2 separate regions of the Mus musculus genome follow, and region 1 is linked to region 2. Evidence: chromatin contacts called from public Hi-C data. All regions are on one chromosome and are shown on one strand. Each heading gives the region's core, a stretch centred on a gene start, on an enhancer-like site or on the middle of the called end of the contact. The rest is flanking DNA. Distances are from core to core; before and after follow the strand shown. Region 1 has its middle 12 kb from the start of Xylt1. Region 2 overlaps Gm39075 (a long non-coding RNA gene).

Region 1 (2,700 bases), core at 130-2,629, 58 kb after region 2:
TTTATGGAGCTAGGTGGCGTGGTTCCATATCTGTGATGCTTTATCTTGACGGCCACTCGATGGGGCTGAGAATCACCATGGAAATGCACTCTGTAAGACTTTCTAGGTTACATTGAAGAGGGAAGAGCGACCCTAGGTGTGGGTGGCACAGTCCCATGGGCTGGGGTTCTGGATGGTACCCTACCGCTCTCTCCAACATTCATCTCTCTGCTGACTGCAGACGCAGTGTGACCAGCTGCCTCATGCTCCTGTCTCCGAGCCTTTCCCAGCACAATGGGCTACACCTCAAAATATGAGCTGGAACAAGCGCTTTCTTAGTTGCTTTTGTCAGGAATTTATCACAGTATGGAGCCAGTGATAAATACAGTGTCGCCAATGTTTTTAGCCTGCTGTGCATCTTTTTTCATCTTCCCCTGGCCTGTCAGGGTCCATGAGCTCCACACCACCTCCTCCCTGCTCAAGCCTCCCAGGCCTCTTCTGCTCCCAGTCAGAACCTATTTCCAAAGACCTATCCTTTCAACGTTTGTTTCTTCTAAAAACACCACTGTTTAATGTCTTACCAACAGCCAAGCTTTAGTCCATCTGGAATTGTTTTACATAGCCCAGTGTCCCCTTCTTCTGATGAAAAAATCAGTTGACAATATAGTCAGGAAAAAAAAAAAACTTCCTTGCTTGATTCAAAGGCTGCCTTTGAGTTCTCTTACAGAGTTCTAGTTTTTCCTAATTCTAAACCCATGATGCCATATTTATAGATTATATTGGACTTCACAATATATTCTGATTCATATTATATGATACATAGTATAATGTAAAGCATAGTAGTATATGTATCAATATAATATGTAGCACAATGCTTTCTGATGCATGTTAATATAATACATATTTAATATATAGCATAATATTTTCTGATCCACATTAATATAAAGTATAATACATATATAAACTCAGTAACCCACTTCCCTTCACCACCATTAAAAATAAATATCAATATTTTAATTGATACTGGAGTTTCAAGATTGTTTGACAATTTTGTTTTTTAAATAGTTTTACTTATTAAAAGATTTTCCCACTCAAGACAACAGTAGTTATTTTCATTTGACCACATGCAATGATATTTTGAGAATTATTTTTAGAAGTTTGTTTCATATTGCTCCTGGAGTCTCCTTACTTGCCTCCCTAAATTATACTTTGTGTCTAGTGCTGTGAGCACACCACTTTCCCTCTATACCCACTTCAAGGGCACCGAGGTTGGTAGAGAGGAAGGTGCTTAGCAGTGCAGCTGCTTAGTTACATTGTTTCTGGTGCTCCAACAAATACTGATCTGAGTTAGGCTACCCCTCCCTACCTCCCTCCCTCCGTCCCTTCTTCATGTTCTGAGAGTCCATTGAGTTTCTTATTATACAAGCAAGCTGTCAGCACAAAAGATCAGAGAGCTGTGGCTTCTCCAGTGCTTACACTGGTCATTTTGTTTCCTTCCTTGGCACATTTACAAGAACTTCTGTGATAATTTAAAGATTGTAATTTTGCCATTTTCAACAGTTTGGCTTAACGGTCTTCGTTATATTCAAGCTATTTCCTTCTGTGAGAATTTTCCTCTGTCCTGTTAGACATGGCTTTCACATGATCAAGCAGGCTTCTTGGCTCCCTCTTTAACATAGCAACAGCAGCATGGCTTTCACTGAGACCATCTCTGACTCAAGCCAGTGTCGGACTCCTGACATTCTTGGATTAGCCGCTGCATGGTCATTACACATTCTTCCTTTGGTTAAGAGGCTTTGTTACTGTACATAAGTAAAGTTTATTTTCTACTGTTGATGCTGTCTTCACTGGAACAGTGTGTGTGTGTGTGTGTGTGTGTGTGTGTGTGTGTCTGTGTGTGTGTCTGTGTGTGTGTCTATGTCTGTGTGTGTCTGTGTGTGTGCTAAAAATAGGACCCAGGGTCTTACACGTGCCAGACTAATTCTGTTTAGTATACAGATACTCTGCCACTGAGCTGCATCTCCAGGCCCAGACCTGGACTTTGAATTAAGGATCTGAGCTGTGCATGTTTTCTACGGTGCGGCCCTGGCTTGTGTGCTGAAGCCGCTTGCTTCTCTGACAGCCTAGGCTGGATGCATAGAAACTGGCAGAGTTGGAGCTGGGATGCCATCAGTTTTCAACCCTCACCCAGATGGATGTGTCAGGAAGTCAGGCCTGAGAGCCCTGCCTGGGATTTGGAAATATTCAAATAGCAGTAGGGACCTTGTGTTTATAGACAGTGATATGCCACTAGGCTTATCTCTGATAGAGGAACTTTGTCAAGGGTGAAGATTGCTTCTCTTTTTAGTGACTTGTTTCCTCAATTTTTTTTTCTTGCCTTGAGTCATTTTTGTTTTAATTTCTTTGAAGAAATTAGCCATGTAGGTGGCCAGATGACAGACCGGCCATAAAGTTGCAGGTCTCTTATTTTCCTTCAGACCTGAGATTTCTATTACCTTGGGTTTTTTTGAGGAAACAATGTTGCTTTTGTCCTAAATTAGATTTGTGGGGAGTTAATATGGTGTTTCTTAAAAGCAAGCTTTCCAGAAGGCTGAGGAATGCAGCACTTGCCTGCTTTGCACTTGCAAGGCATTCTTGCATCACAATAGATAGGTAGGTAGATAGATAGATAGATAGATAGATAGATAGATAGATAGATAGATAGAATACATAGATAACACT
Region 2 (2,700 bases), core at 150-2,649:
TCTAATTTATTCAGTTTCTCTGTGGCTTCGAGGAAGCTGTGACATTTGGGGGGGGCAGGTATAACACCTTCAGATATACCCCCTGCCAAGAGGTCCTAGCATCTGTCATCTAACTCTGACTTCTCTTTGTGAACCAATGTGAGCATGTACTGTTGAACTCGGAAAGGAAACTGAATGAGCATTAGCCCAGCTCACCGCTGACCACCCACCTCAGACCCCAATACAACCTCAGCATTTTAAATGCCCTGTGTGCCTGTTGTGGGATATGAAGGCTTCCCCTGAAGGATTGTGTATTAAAAGGCTTGGTATAAACTGGCATGCCTTGGGGAAGTGATTGGATCCTTGGGCAACCTGGTCTAATCAAAGGATTAATCCTTTGATGAAACCTTAATATTAATAGCAGGATTGGGAGAGGATGGAGAGAAGGAAACAGAGGCTAGTGTGAGGAAGTGGGTCACTAGGACATGCCCCAGGCAGATATACTATGTCCTTAGCCTCCATCTGTCTTTGTTTCCTATCTCTCTTAAGGTAAACAACTTTGCAATGTGGTGCTGCTGTGATGCCTCATGGCCCAGAGACAGAGAAACAGCTGACTCTGGGTGAAACCATGAGCCAAAATAAATATCGTCACTTCACCAGCATCTGCTGAAGTGGGAGAAAGGCTGGTAGCACAATGCATATTCCTGATTACTTCTTTATTGGTTGGTGTATCATTCTGGTTTCTGTCCCAGGGCTCCAAGGCTCAGGAGGCAGCAGGCAGGCAATATTTCTGCCTTCCCAGAGAGCACTTCTTTACTAAGCACCAGAAGATGAGGCATAAAGCAAATCAGTAAGCAATGTTTACATGTGTTCATTTAGTTACTCTTGAATTCAGTTTGATTTGTATTAATTTATCTTTAATTTATCCTTTATTAGCTAGAAATAAGTGCTTAGGAGAAAACTGATATGGAAGGAGACAGGAGTGTAATTCATTGGCTGTGCAAGGAAAGAGCTGGAGATTTATGGGAAAAGTTTTGTGTATCTGGAAGAGGCAAATTTCAGGCAGAAGGAATTAAAGTTCAAAGGCCCTGAGATGGGAACGAGCTTGCTAGTGTGGTGGTAGTAGAGGGGACCTGGGAGGAAAGATCATAACAAGGAAGGGCACAAGGCTGGAGAGGCCTCTAAGAGTTGTGCTGGATCCTGGCAGAGTGGGCTCTGGGGAATGAGAATGAAAATCTACATCCTTCAAGCCTGCATCTCACACACTGGCAGTGTGAGAACAGAGTGCTAGCATAGATTACCAAGAGTGAGGCTCAATGCTACTCAACATCCAAGCAGCCTGGCTTTAAGACACCCCGAAAGCCAAACTCCAGTTGGCTACAAACTCCATTCCCATTGGAACCTCTGAAGTCAATGTTCCAGTGACTGCAAACCCTTTTCCAACAGAAGATAGATGCGACATCTGCTGACAGTTGAAGCTGGCAAGGCTGAGAACCCACAAGGAATTACCAAAAATACCCAAATCCCTGTTCTTAAGGGAATTCTTAAGGGAAACAATGAGACTCTCTATCCTGTTCACCAGACTTGTAGTCTTCTTTACTAACACATCTGGATTTCTTTGAAATCCAAAGCTGCCTGTAGCTGATGAGTCACCATGTGGAATCCCAGGGGATGACCTTGCACAACCAATAGGCTGTTTCAGCCCTTCTGTTCCAGTGTAGCCTCCTCTCCTTAGTTTCCTCCTTATCATCTTCCAAGTGTTCCTTCTTATGTGAAGAGAGAGAGAGAGAGAGAGAGAGAGAGAGAGAGAGGGAGAGGGAGAGGGAGAGGGAGAGGGAGAGGGAGAGGGAGAGGGAGAGGGAGAGGGAGAGGGAGAGGGAGAGGGAGAGGGAGAGGGAGAGGGAGAGGGAGAGGTGGGAGGTAGGAGGTGGGAGGAGAGATACTCTTGCCTTTTTGTCTTTTGTTTTCCTGCTCTGGCACTTTGCCCTTAATAAAGTCTTCTTTGCCCTCCCTCTTCTAATCAATACGTCTTCAGATTCATCTCTGTGGCTTCCTCTCCTCTGCCAGGAGGCATATGTTATATGCCATCTTCTTCCCTTCCAGGCCTACACCTACTGGGGTCCCCATGGATACAAGAAGTGAAATCACCACGTAACCCTCCAATGGGGAGCTGAAACTTGGCCCAGGGAATGTGTCTTCCCTGTCTGCCAATTGCCCACAAAAGAATGCCACTTAAAGGGAGCCCGTTTGCTGGCATTGTCTGGCAGTATGGAATAGCCTAATTCTAACTGTGACTTGCCTGCCGTGCTATTGTCATTGGAACAAAGATGTTTCCTGAGTTGGAGGTGCTTTTGACATGACAAGGGTCAAACATGTACATATTCAATATCCATCCAAGTTGCCATTATGCAGAAAAGTCTGGCTTGAAATCACCCAGGCTAATTGTAGTTTCAGTCTAGTCCGGTCTCGGGAGTGAGATTTGAGGAGCCATAAAAAGTCATCACCCCATATTCACCACCTCGACACACACCCATTTCCTTTGCTCCACCTCAGAGTGAAGATCTGTACATGTGCCACTTTTACTTTAGGTTAAATACTTTGTAGCCTAGCAGAATCATCCTTAGTTGCCCCAAAATGTAGGGTAAGTCAGAGATCTCCAGATAGAATGAGTACTGGAGCCCATCAATCCATTCCTGCCACTGCTTCTTGAAGCCAAATAGT

The links. A called contact is a pair of places that touch in the nucleus more often than the background predicts.
Region 1: a contact with region 2 is called in a Hi-C map of Sertoli cells, with 3 times the contacts expected there. The contact joins two enhancer-like sites. A contact is called at or near these places in 41 of 484 Hi-C or Micro-C datasets (Sertoli cells, Th1 cells, adipose-derived mesenchymal stem cells and 23 more) and 4 of 115 datasets of contacts at active chromatin or transcription factors (astrocytes, embryonic fibroblasts, epiblast stem cells and 1 more).

What each region holds. Positions count from the first base shown.
Region 1 is chr7:117,367,467-117,370,166 of GRCm38.p6, forward strand. No RefSeq gene overlaps it. Among named protein-coding and RNA genes, the nearest start is that of Xylt1, 12 kb to the right of the region's middle. Within about 2 kb of position 1,380, at least 10 of the 459 cell types and tissues checked have an H3K27ac peak or open chromatin away from gene starts, as enhancers often do. A contact at or near this core is called in Sertoli cells, where this site is marked.
Region 2 is chr7:117,309,347-117,312,046 of GRCm38.p6, forward strand. The region is part of intron 2 of Gm39075 (a long non-coding RNA gene); the gene reads left to right. Among named protein-coding and RNA genes, the nearest start is that of Xylt1, 70 kb to the right of the region's middle. Within about 2 kb of position 1,400, at least 24 of the 459 cell types and tissues checked have an H3K27ac peak or open chromatin away from gene starts, as enhancers often do. A contact at or near this core is called in Sertoli cells, where this site is marked.